3 separate regions of the Zea mays genome follow, and all the other regions are linked to region 2. Evidence: chromatin contacts called from public Hi-C data. All regions are on one chromosome and are shown on one strand. Each heading gives the region's core, a stretch centred on a gene start, on an enhancer-like site or on the middle of the called end of the contact. The rest is flanking DNA. Distances are from core to core; before and after follow the strand shown. Region 1 holds the start of LOC100217252. Region 2 holds the start of LOC100281548. Region 3 holds the start of LOC100274468.

The links. Hi-C and Micro-C count contacts between places; a contact is called where the count stands out from the background.
Region 1: a Hi-C map of bundle sheath shows a contact between it and region 2, with 2.6 times the contacts expected there. The contact joins the promoter of LOC100217252 here to the promoter of LOC100281548 in region 2. A contact is called at or near these places in 2 of 25 Hi-C or Micro-C datasets (bundle sheath and leaf).
Region 3: a contact with region 2 is called in a Hi-C map of leaf, with 6 times the contacts expected there. The contact joins the promoter of LOC100274468 here to the promoter of LOC100281548 in region 2. A contact is called at or near these places in 2 of 25 Hi-C or Micro-C datasets (bundle sheath and leaf).

Annotation. Positions count from the first base shown.
Region 1 is chr4:161,507,039-161,511,648 of Zm-B73-REFERENCE-NAM-5.0, forward strand. It overlaps LOC100217252, which reads right to left and starts at 1,492. Exons shown (of 1, transcript NM_001143607.1): 1 at 319-1,492. The coding sequence starts at 1,289. The coding sequence ends at 807.
Region 2 is chr4:161,336,246-161,340,811 of Zm-B73-REFERENCE-NAM-5.0, forward strand. LOC100281548 reads right to left here and starts at 1,498. Exons shown (of 1, transcript NM_001154467.1): 1 at 1-1,498. The coding sequence starts at 1,325.
Region 3 is chr4:161,147,244-161,151,535 of Zm-B73-REFERENCE-NAM-5.0, forward strand. It overlaps LOC100274468, which reads right to left and starts at 2,197. Exons shown (of 9, transcript NM_001360601.1): 1 at 1,764-2,197; 2 at 744-801; 3 at 296-419; 4 at 39-161. The coding sequence starts at 1,927.

The DNA of each region.
Region 1 (4,610 bases), core at 242-2,741, 170 kb after region 2:
TATCGCTATAAGATTAAATTATTGGTTACATGATGAGAATCGTACAATAGAAGACTACTATGCTGCTTCCTTTTTTTTTAAAAAAAAAGCTATAATGACACTAGTATTTGACATGCTGCTGCTTCATCATTGATTCCATGTGTTAATTGAGGTCTGTAATTAATGTTTCCCTTGACGTAGAAAAAGAAGTTTGGGATATTGTTGTTGCATTGGGGTTGCGTACGTCGTCAAACACAGGCGCTTTTGGATTTTCTAGGTAAGCGCTGTTTCAAATTCGGTGTGCAGCTAGCTTCTTCAAAACCTTGGGCGTCGCAATTTGATCGAAGAAAAAGTCTAAATCAGACTGTTTCGGCACTTTATTTACACCCACGCTCGTGTTTAGCAAGCGGTTCCCAACACGAGACGAGATGATCATGATAAGAGGATTCAAGTTGGTTGCTAAATTATTCATCACTGCCAGTTGCGCAAACTTGCTGCTGCTAAGCTCACCAAGTTGCACAATAAGTTGACGAACTAATTTAATTACTATTATATGGTCGAGGAGAGACTGAAATTAAAATCGTGTACAAATGAAACATCTAGGTGCCGTATACTCAATCCTTTAACGTATTAATAACTAGTATATCTTTTACGTATACCAAGTGTGAGGCGCCTTTTACGTACTAATGAAGCCCCCCCGTAGATTAGCGGTTGGCTGATGGCAGGCAGAGCAGCTGTTATACCACCCGGGCGATCGCCGTCGCTAACCTGTCCGCGCCCCATCATCCAATAGACAAATTAAAAACTGCCCTGGAAGACGGTCCTCCTCACCGAACGCGCGTGAGCCGGCCCAGGCCGAGCCGGCTGGCCCAGCCCGGCGCGCGCGGCAGGAGGTCGGAGCGGCAGAGCGGGCAGGTCGCGCGGCCGAGGTCGATCCAGCGGTCGATGCAGGCGCGGTGGAAGGCGTGCGCGCAGTTGCCCAGCCGCCGCACCTCGTCCGCCGCCTCCAGCGTCTCGAGGCACACGATGCAATCCGACGACGCGGCGTCCCCGTCGCAGTCGTGGTCGCCGGACTGCTGCTGCTCGTCGTGCTCGGCCAGGAGCTGGCCGTACTCCACGGCGGGGAGCCGGGCCTTCACCTCGCCGGGCTGGTGGCCGGCGTCCACCGCGCCGTCGGGCGGGAAGCGGCACAGCCCCACCACGGCCAGCATCAGCAGGGCGGCGTCCCTGACGGCGCTGAGCAGCCTGCAGAAGGCGATGACCGGCTTGGGCACGGCGAGGCAGTAGCACACCAGCGGGATCCCCATCATCAGTGGATTGAGCGAGCGAGCGAGTTGGACGGACCGGGACACGAGCAGATAGCTGTGCTCTGTGTTTGCCTGGCACGAAAGAGCGCGCGAAGCGGGGGTGGGCTCTTGTTGCTTGCTTCTGGATAGAATTCTCGGCGGCACGGGCACGGGCACGGTGGCTGGACGAGCGACAAGGGCGGAGCGGAAAGCTGGAGAGGATATGGTGGACAAGTCAGAGAGAGAGCTGAAGCGGCCCGCTGGTTATATAGAGCCATAGAGGGAGGCAGAGCAGAAGCAGAGAGAGCAGCCGGGCCGGGCCTGGCAGGGGTGAACTGCGAAACGGTGGTCGTTTTCTTCACGTGGGATTTGGTTGGATGGATAGTGCGATTCGGCTGGTGAGGAACGTGCGCGCACCTGCCGTATCCCCGTGCCCAGTTGGAACGGGCTGGAGTGTGTGGAACGTGGACTGACTTGTGCTTGCTTGACCGTGTGCTGATCGAGGTAATTAGGGGTGTTTGGTTTGAGTTATCGCTGATAAAGACGAGGTTGTATATAATGAGTCTATTTCTTAAATTTGGTGGAATAAGTATATTTTTAAGTATGAGAAATGAGATGTCGATAGATCAACTAATTTCATTTCGCAAACAAAAAAAAATTGAAGAGGAGAAAGACGAACCAAACAATGTACGTACGTGCAAGTCCTTGAGCGCGGTGGAACATGCGAAGGACGGGGACCACAACAGAATCATTCAAACCCCGCGTTACGTTGCTGATGACTCTGGATGTTCAGAAGTGAACACCGCCGTCCCCGTCCCCGTCCGGCCGGCGCTTTCGTCAGCCGGACGTGGAATGTTCGATGCTGAAGAGGTGTCGCTTGGCATTTAATTTTTTTTAACTCCGCACGTCTTCTGCGTGATAAACGTACGCGTGAAGAAACTAACGCTGGGAGAACGACGCCGCCGCTGCGCGTGTTACCTTCACTTCACCAGCTCGGTTGTGTACTGTGTCACACTCATGCACGTGGGTGGCAACGTTGGCCGGTGTGGAGAGAAAGGTACATGTGTTTCGTATACCTCGTGTCACACTCATGCACGCGGCAGCAGCGTTGCCCAGCGTTGAGAGAAAGCTATATATACGTGTTTGTATTATACGCCAAATATACTACGATCGTGAGGCCCATGGATGGGCGGAAGCACCTTCAGTTTCTCGGAAACCCCGCATCACATCACCAACGGGAAAAAAAATAACAAAAATCTGGTACACTTTTCCAACTCTCTCTCCCTCCCTCCTCTCTCTCTTTCTGTCTAGACACACAACTAAGGTATCGTTTGATTCACATATTGGTAATATAATGGGTAACCGATAACGTTAAATCATGTTTGTTTAAGTCCAACCATAATCGATATCACACTACAAATGGATATCACCAAATTTTAAATTTGTTATCACCGCTATTCGAGTGTAAATCGTTAACATTACCATTTACGTTACATTTCGTGAACCAAACGACACCTAAGTGCTAATCATCACCTAGGCGGATGGATCTATTGATTCATTATTACTTGGACAAAGGACCCAACCGTTCCGACCAACCAACCCATCCGCGGACACGCAGAATAAACAAAAAAAAATAGAGCATGGGGTGATTCAAACCCCGCTCATTCAGTACGAATCAAGAGTCTTCTACCACCGCAGCTCATATCTATTTGTGTTTTACAGAGTAGAGATATTATGCGTACACTGTAGAACTGATATCATCCGTTCTATAAAAACCAATACCACTCATTCACGTTGTTCATCTATTCCATGGAACTGATGTTAGCCACCTCGATTTTTTAGCAATTCATGTTTTTTTTGTTCAGCCATGTCATAAAAAATATATCATTCATTCTTCATTTGTTCAGCCATTTATCGTGATAGTGAAGGTCAGACCAATATGTCACACAACAAACACAAATGGTGAAACCTATGCACGTGTCAAAGTGGTTGGCTAGTTCGAACGGGGCAACGCACCTAGTCCGATCGGCTGGCTCCGTAGTCACTCCCAAACAACCTCTTGTGACAAGACACCGTTAGAGCACCTCCTATGATGCCTTTACATCGTCGCTGCGGCCATCTGGTTTTCCATTAACATCTTCGACCTCCCAAGACGTCAGGGAATGCTGTTGATACTGATCTTTGCCGGTAGTTCAATTAAAAATAGAAAGCAGACCCACCTTTTTTTAGTTGACGGATAACTTTTAAAAATAGCAACCAATAAATGGAGAATTGTTGGAGCCAAACATTTTTTACTCCTTAAATTGTTTTAGCAACTTTCTAAATCTATAATTTAGGTGCTAAATTTATATAACTATTTGTCGGGACCATAATTAGGGGTACCCCCAAGACTCCTAATCTCAGCTGGTAACCCCCATCAGCACAAAACTGCAAAGGCCTGATGGGCGCGATTTCGGTCAAGGCTCCGTCCACTCAAGGGACACGATCTCGTCTCGCCCGAGCCCAGCCTCGGGCAGGAACTGTAGACCAAGGCAGATTCACGCCTCGCCCGAGGGTCTACTCAAGCAACAGGCGCACCTTCGACTCGCCCGAGGCCCAGCTCTGGCAGGCTTCACGGAGAAGCAACCTTGGCCAGATCGCCACGCCAACCGACCGTATCGCAGGAGCAATCAATGCAAGGATCGCCTGACACCTTATCCTGACGCACGCTCCTCAGTCGACAAGGCCGCAGTGACAGCAGTCACTTCGCCGCTCCACTGACTGACCTGACAGGAAAACAGCGCCGCCTGCCCTGCTCCGACTGCTGTGCCACTCGCCAGAGTGAGGCCGATAACAGCTAAGTCCAGCCTCGGGCGCCATAGGAAGCTCCGCCTCGCCCGACCCTAGGGCTCGGACTCAACCTCGACCTCGGAAGACGGACTCCGCCTCGCCCGACCCTAGGGCTCGGACTCAACCTCGACCTTGGAAGACGGACTCCGCCTCGCCCGACTCCAGGGCTCGGACTCAGCCTCGACCTCGGAAGACGGACTCCGCCTCGCCCGACCCCAGGGCTCGGACTCAATCTCGACCTCGGAAGACGGACTCCGCCTCGCCCGACCCCAGGGCTCGGACTCAGCCTCGACCTCGGAAGACGGTCTCCGCCTCGCCCGACCACAGGGCTCGGACTCAGCCTCGACCTCGGAGGAGTCACCGCCTCGCCCGACCTCGGGCTCGGACCGACCACGTCAAAGGGGGGGCCATCATTACCCTACCCCTAGCTAGCTCAGGCTACGGGGAACAAGATCGACGTCCCATCTGGCTCGCCCCGGTAAAACAAGTAATGATGGCACCCCGCGTGCTCCATGA
Region 2 (4,566 bases), core at 248-2,747:
AACGCCAGGTTCACCACCAGCGCCTCCCCTGTCTCGTCGCACCCGAGCCTCGACCTGGACGCCTCGACCTCTCCGGCGACGCAGCTGACCGCTCTGAACCGGAACTCCACCCCTGCCTGCCGGGCGTGCTCCTTGAGCCGCTGGCCCGTGGCCGCCAGCGCCTGCGCCAGAGCCGGCGTGAACGGCGACGTCGGGTCGGTGACGGCCGTGACCTTGAGGCACGTGCCGGCCACGCGGCGGCTGGCGAGGGAGTCGATGAGGGCGGTGTGCTGCGCGACGCTGACGTCGAAGTCGATCAGGTGGATGGCGCGCTGGTCGGCCACGGCGTCGAGGATGGCGAGGTTGGCGCCGTGGAGGGCGAGGCCGAAGCAGGGGGAGACGTGCTGCAGCAGCTGCCATTCCGCGCGCTGCTCGGCGCCGCATAGGCCCGCGAGGTGCTGGTGAGACGCGGGTGGGCGTCGGATGCGAGACGACAGGGCGCCCGCCATCATGGCCACCAGCCTCTGCTCCGCGTCCCCGCGCGGGTTCGCGGCGGTCTTCAGGACCGCGAGGTGGGCGGCCGCGGCCGCGTGGTTGCCGTCGGCGACGGCGGCCGCGGCCTCGGACAGCAGCTGCCTCGACGAGGCTGTCGTCGAGGCCGCCGGCGAGCTCGACGCTGCCGACGAAGCCGTGGACGACGAGGAGTTCGACGGAGGAGACCTTGACATGGCAGGCACGGTGTTGCTGTAGTTGTTGGGTAGAGACGCCAGAGGCGCCGCGGTGAGGGAGTTGAGCTCCTGTATCGTGTCCCCCCACGCAGAGCTGGTGACCGTGGAGCCGCAAGCACTCCCCGTCGCTTCGGCCTCGCCGTCGCCGTCGTCTAGTAGGTGCTTCTCCAGCTCCTGCAACAACACCAGCTCTCTGGCCGCCACCGTATGCCGCTGCAGTAGCGGCGGCGTCTCCACGTGCGAGGCCGTGGTGAGCGACGACAGCGTCGACGACGGCTGCGGCGAGAGCCCGGCAAAGGGCGACGAAGGCGGCCTGGAGAAACCATACGAGGCCGGCGAGGCGGTAGCCCCCGCCAGCACGGGCCCGACGTCGGTCGGCGGGTGCGCCATCTGCGACTGCGCCGCGACCGCGACGCGCTGCCTCACCGCGCGCAGGTACAGCGCCTGCTGCCACCTCTCCACGTCGCCAAGGCTCCTCTTCAGCGCCGCGCCGTCCTGTCGCGGCGGCGTCAGCAGCAGCTGTTGCGGTTGTTGTCCCTTCAGCGTCGGCGCCTCCGCGGCCGATCCGGCGCCGTACCCACGGCCAGGGTCGCACCACGGCGCGCCAGCGGGCTCCATGCCGCCGGCGAAGCCCGGAGCAAGCAAGAGCTGCGGAGACACGGCACGGGAGCAGGCAGGCAGGGCAGGCAGGCCCAGCGAGCGAGAGGAGGAGGATGACAAGAGGGAATGGGAATCTACCGTGCAGGAGGATGAAATGAAATAACACGGAATCCCGGAGCGAAAAACCGGCCGTGCACATTCAATTCCTTGCTACGGTAATAAAGCGCCTGCCTTTCGCAGCCCGCCCTGACGTTATACTTTCCCCGGTGCGAACCAGAGCCAGAGCGGACCCTTGCTCCTTTGCTTGGGATCCGACGCCAACGCGGTTGTGGGAATTGACCGATCGGTGGGTCTGGGGCGGGTCAGACTTTTACAATTGGACGAGGTGGAGTGGAGGGAGGAATCGAATCGTCGTGTTTGGGCACGAATGTAATGTAAGCAATGACGAGGTGCGAAAAATGACCACGCCGCCACGGGGAGCGAGAGGGAGCCGTCGCGTCAAGCCATACTCCGTGTGATTGGTTATCGTCTCCACGGGCGCCCACAACAGTTTGCCGCCGCTGTCCAACGCCAGTGACACAACGACACCCAAAAATCACCGCCGGTCCACTTGTGAATTCTGACACCACTCACTCTCCATGCCTCACAACGATGGGCAGCAGCACAAAGCATCGCTCGTGGTACCCACCAAGGAAGGACGTTAAAAAATAAATAGAAACCAGATGCCGTTCTATGAGGTAGCCCCCATTGCCACTCTTTACACACACACACCAAAAAAAAAAACTAAAATCAATAACTAAAATTTCAATAAAATGGGTTGCCAAACAGATACGTCTAGATTATTTAGATTATATAATCCAGATTATTTGATCTTATATATAATCCAGATTATGCAATGTATAAGCTTAAATAAACATGCCCTAATTCCTCCGGTGCTATTCCACGTAATACATCTCTAAGATGTATTTCATCTATGCTCAGGGGCGGACCTACGTATAGTGGAGTGAGGGCACAGGCCCTCGCTCATTTCTTTGGTGCAAGTAGTAGAGACTAGATTTTTACTATAAGGTCCCCTTCTCAGTTCAACTTAGATGTCCCCACTCTGGTGTTTTGATGCTTGTCTTCATAAGTGTGCCCTCACTCTTATTTTGCTCTGGGTCCGCCCCTGTCTATGCTTGTATACACGTAAGAATTGAAGATGCATTTCTTTTCTTACTCCTATTATATATATTCTTTGTAAAATAAAACGTTGTTTCCAGGTAATCAGCTAAGATTCATAACAAGCTACATCTTGGAGGGGAAAGCGTATCGAGCATAATGTATTATCGAGTCAAATCCAAAGGGATCTAAAAAAATATTGATTGATACATTGTGAATGTCGTTGTCCACGTGTTCTCTACAAGGACGGCTATAGTGACGATGGTAACGTTCTCATCCGATATGCTTTGGCACACCAGCTCAGCTGTGTGTGTGTGTATATATATATATATATATATATATATATATATATATATATATATATATATATATATATATATATATATATATATATATATATATATATATATATATATATATATATATATATATATATATATATATATATATATATATATATATAATCAAGGGCGAAGCTACTTAGTAGCTGGTGGGTGCATGTGCACCCCAAAAATTCAAAAAATCAGTTATAGCAATCAAAAGTTCACCATATAAACACCACCCATATATCATATACTAGGTGAATGCCCGTGCGTTGCAACGGAAACATATAATATCACAATAACTTATGTACAAATGTGTGTTATACTGTTGTGAGAAAACATTTCGTAATCCATTTATGATCCAGACATATATAAATTGTTATTTTAATCTATCTTTTTCAGCACTACACAATACTATAAAAACTTCTATATATGATTTTAATAATGTCATGTCAATTGCATCATTTAAATGTTAAGACTATCATAAAAAACTACAAACTTATACAATTCTTCAGAAAATATTTCGGTGCCTTGAAACGATATACAAAATATTCGACAAATGTTAGTGTACAACGATTACATACATTGATCACTCTCCTGCTTATTGGATTCACATTGCAATATATATCATCCACGCTAGCCAAATGTTCGGCCAACAACGATAGCCAGTTACGACATTACACCCGACATCAAAGAAGCTTGGAGTAGCAGAGGATTCAACAGCAACAACAAAGCAATTTAGTCTCAAGCAAGTTGCGGTAGGCTATAGTTGAAACCCAAGTATCCAACATGAGTCCCAAGCAAATTCAGAGGAAAGCGGATGATTGCAAGAGGAATACAAAGAATTAGGTGTGTACCCTTGTTTCAATATTGACAATCTCTCCAAACAGAGAAACAGAGTGGCTCTGTTCTGATTGCCAAACACAGAATAGAGTCATTCCATACTCAGAATCTAGAATGGAACCATTCCATCCAAATAGACTCTGGAACCAAACACTACCAGCACAAGTTTTATTGTTGCTGACATACAGAGCAAGCTTTTATATATCGAACAGGCTTACATATGCTTCCTCTCTAGTTTTGCATGCCTATCGTGGCTCTGTCCTACTGCCTAAGCCTCTCTACGAACTGAATTTCTCCTGCCAACATGCATGTGAAACAACGCGTCAGAACAAGATCTCGTGCATGATGCATCAACGGATCTACCAAATGGTATTTGTAGGGGAAAAACCTCTAAAATCAGTTATTTAAATCCAAAGTCAGCTTTATCCCGACTAACAGCTAGCTACCACAACCCCCGGTCCGTTGAATAGGAATAACATCAAATTTCTTCAGCAAACTATGTACAGATCGATAACAAGGACCGTTAAAATGGTAATTCAGGATGCTTAATCTATTATGCACTTCATGATTTCTAAATGTATCCATGGTCGTCCTACGCAAATTGACGAACGCTGCATTTGAGAACATGCTGGTCAGCTACTGTGCTATTACAAAAAGGGGCAAACCAAACCCTTTCCGTTGAGAACAACACAGGGAATCAATAGATTATAGTGATTTAACCATCTGCATTTAAGATGTCTAATCTAGTATGCAGTTCGTGATTATAGTGATTTCTTCGCAGATAAGTACAATCAGGTATCCATGTTCGAATGTGACATCAAGCACATCCCACACGAATGCATTAACCAGATCCACACGTCATACAACATCAAACCGACGGAGCAACCGAAACAGCCGAAACATGAATGCATTAACCAGATCCAGGAATGGGGACT
Region 3 (4,292 bases), core at 947-3,446, 190 kb before region 2:
CCAACAAAACCTTTGACAGAAGAAGCACGAATACAAACCTTTCACCATCGATGAAGCAACAGCTTGCGGGATAGACCTATGAGGCCATGAAGAAACAGACACATTCATGCCAGAGTTCCTATGTATGGAAGATGAATCTGTCTTGAGACCATAGTTTGGTTCTGTAAGTCAGGGAGAGGACATTAGAGCAACTATTTGATATACAAACGGTGCTGGTGAATTAGGTGCCCCACAGCGCATGACATGGATAGATATGATTGTTATTTTTATGCCTTCTGAGGATATGAAGTCTCACCATTCTTGGAAGCTTTCTGAGGATATGGATGGGCAGCTTTTCGCTTTGGTCGTGGAGGTGGGACATGTTCACTGGTTCCATTTTTCTGAACCTTCAAAAAGTACTTTTGTGCGTGACTCCTAATCTACAACACCAAACCGAAGTAAGGAAATTGTTCGAAGATAGAATCAATTGATAATGAACAGATAAGAGCTTATGCAACGATGAAAAATGTAGGGCCAGGAGATGAGGATATCCAAATTGACTGTTATTTCTAATCTTGTAATGCAGAGAAAAGGAACATAACCATGGAAAATCCTTCAGTTCTTTGTTAATCAGCATTCACAAGTAACAAATCGAATATTTTATGCATTATTTCACTTGATTTGTTGGTGCATTTACTAAATAGTTTGATTGCCAGGGTTCTTATAAAGTTAAAAACCTATATTTCCATTTACAATAGGAATACCTGGATGACGGTCTTGGAGCCAACAAAAGCCTCTATCTTCTTCCAGTCACGGTCAAAGCTGAAAAGAAAAGAAAATAGTTTACACATGAATATTACATGCAAGATGTGGTCTTATATTTCAGTGACAATTTTTTGGGACAGTGTATGGATTCAAGAACAGCGAATGTCACAACCATATGCAAAAGGCTGGCATCGTACACACCGAAAAAGAAAGTTGTGCAGAGATAGTGCTAGTGTGGACACATGGGGCTATAGGAGTTTGGGACCAAGAGAATGGCATCATGCACAACAAATCATGATGGTCAAAGACATCAATGGATTCAGATGTACAATCAGGACCAAGTTAATGCTTACAATCAAAATACTACTAAGCAGAGAATCCTCTATAGTAAAAATTTAGCACATAAATATTATATAGATATATTTGCATAAAACCGAATTAGCATAATTGATATATGACTAAATTACTATTATTAGAATGGAATTCAATTCCAATGATCCAAACGGGGTGTTAAACTAATCAAGTCCTAGTTGAATCCCAACAAAAAAAGCCTAATGGTAGCACCAGTAAAGCAAAGAGCACAATTTCTTCATCATTTCAAATTCCAAATTCTGCAAATTGAATTCATCCTATTTTACCTGTACTCCATATTCAGCTTGTGAATCACAGTAGCTGAACTGCCTCAACACATAATTTGTTTCCCTATGTTGGACCTAAAAAGGACTAGGAAACCCTCGATTAATTGTAAAGTTCTAGATTGAAACCATAAACGAGAAGAAATCGAGTTACAACAAATGATAGCAAAATCCCAAATAAGTGAAGAAACAGCTGCACCGATTATTTATTACGACTGCTTCATACCTTTAGAAAAATTCTCAAGACATTAAAAAGTAAAAATCCACAACGACATAATTAACGCATCAAAAAGACAGAAAACACCACAAAGCCCGACGCTTTAGGCCTGTGAACCGCATCAATCAAAATAAATGGAACCCATGTCAGGGGTTGCTCCTGCTTACAGCTGCAGGGCCTCGAGGAACTTGTCGTGCTCCTGCTCCGTCCAGCTCTCCCGCGACTTGGTGATGGTGTACGGCTTCCGCACCTTCTTGCTGGCTTCCTCCCCCGACCCGGCCGCGTCGGACTGGGCCTGCGGCGGCGGCGGCGGCGCGCTGGCGGAGACCATCGAGAGGAGGAGCGGAGGGGATCTCAACGTGCGGCGATGGCCGCGTCGTGTCGTCCGCTCGCGTGGGGATGGAGGAGGCGTCTGTTGCCCTGTGTGTGTGAGCAGCTGCGGCGCGGCTGCGGTCCGCGTGGTGGCGTGGGCGGGCGGCGCTGGGTGGGTGGGGCTGGGCTACGACGGCAGGGCAGTGATGTGGGTGGTGGCGCCGCGCGTTCGTTCGTTCCGGCGCTTCCAGCGTCTGGCTGCGGGGGCGCCGGCGTTTTCTTCGCTTCGTTTCGCGTGGTGCGCGCGTCCGCAAGCGGGTGCTTGTGGCTGCGCAGGTGGCTGCCACTGCCGCCCACTTGCCCGCCGTCCCTCTCACGCTGTCGCGCTCTAGCCTCGCTCGCCAGCTACAGTATAAATTTTTAGTATGTGGCTGGTGTGCGTTCACAGTCGCCACTGTTGTACCGGACAAAATGGACAAGATTTGACTCTGTTGTATCACGACTTAGACATGTTTGTTTAACATCTAGATTATATAATTTAGCTTAAATAAATTAAGAGATAACAAACAACATATATTATTATTATTATGTAGATTATATAATCTAGATATTTATATTATGATAATTCATAAGTAAGTCAATAGAAAGTGACAAGCTCAGGATTTAAAATATGGGTATTCAAGATTGCTAAGGGTAACAAAATTGTTGGTACAATATAAGAAGTCTAACTATTTGGTATGTATAATACCGTAATATATTACATAGCAACTTTTTTATAGCATACATATGGTATATATCAAACAAAATCAAGTTTTATGACAAAAAAAATAAATTTATTTAACGCTAGTGATAAGAGTTTGCTTAAATTAATATAATCTCTCTGTAAAATATATAGAAAAGAAGTATCAAACTGAAAAATGCTTGTCATTTCCATTTTGCGCACTGACAATCCAAATTGAATGTGTGATTGTTTAAGGATGAATCAACAATTTTAATTACATATGATTAGGACGACAATGAGCTCTAAATTTTACACTATAAAATTTAAGTATCGGATCAGATTAGGATCAAACTCTATTTTTATTTATTTTTAACTAAATTATTTTAAGGTTATAAAAAATTGTGAAGAAATATTTGAATCGTGATCCATTATCATCTCTACATATGATACACCCATTTTAATAGTAAATATTGCATGTGATATGCTCTATATCGTAAATAAGTTGTGACTGAGTAGTGAATAGGGTACTTTTTATATTTTTTACGTATACATTTATTGCTGATTATATATTTATTTATTTATTTTACTAACGTTATTCTGTTCGCCAGGGCGCTAGCCTAGGCACGAGCACTGGACAGTCCAGTGCACTGCAGGCTCGTGCAAGTTTGGCTTACTTAGCCAAACTTTTTCAATCTGATTTCTCTCGATTTAAAAAGGTTCCTAACACTTAGTAGAATAATGTTAGTACCAAAAATAATTTACTAAAGCTGTAATCATACCCTGCTTTTCTATTTGCATCTCTTTGACACTTAGCTTATATCAAACAAAACAATATGTGTTGAGCATCTAATCACCAAAACATACCTTTCATAGAGAGAAACTTTCAGCTAGTATAATTTGAAATATTGGACACCTAAAAATATAGAACTATTGGAGAACACCAATTTTTTACTCCCTATTAATATTTAGCAACTTTCTACATCTGTTTTATAAGAGCAGCTTTTTAGAAAAAATGTTGAAGATGCTCTAATACATATATATTGTCGTTTAATTCCTATCTATGTCATTAGTTTTGTAAATATATTATATTTAATACTTTTAACTAATATAGTCGAAGAATTACGAATTGGAATTATGCAATTTTTTTGCGATGCTCCACGAAATCATTTTATGCAGTTACTCTCTGGGTTGATTCAAGCATCCCGTCACTTACACGACGAATTATGTATCGGCTGATCCTTCACTCTCTGTTTCTTCGTTCTACCGCACTGTCTTAATTCTTTGGATTTTTAAGATATATGTCATTATAAAAATTAATTATTTTATAGTTGTCATTGTAACTCGTGATATCCGATGGTTAACATTATTTGATTAAAAATTGGTTCGCGCCATTATCTACATTTGCGTGTACTAGACTCGTCTAAGAAGATGAAAATGTCCTTATTGACTTCCTTCTACCTTCCGTCCACATATGACTCATCTATTGGGTTGTGTGATATCCTGGCCCATGGGATAGTGATTTTCTGGCCCAAGATTTAATAGAATTAATAAAGTATCCATACCAATAAAGTGCATCTTTTTCGGAAGCCTATCTCGAAAGAACCTCCAAGTTAAGCGTGCTTGGCTTGGAGCAATTTGGAATGGGTGACCGACCAGGAAGTTT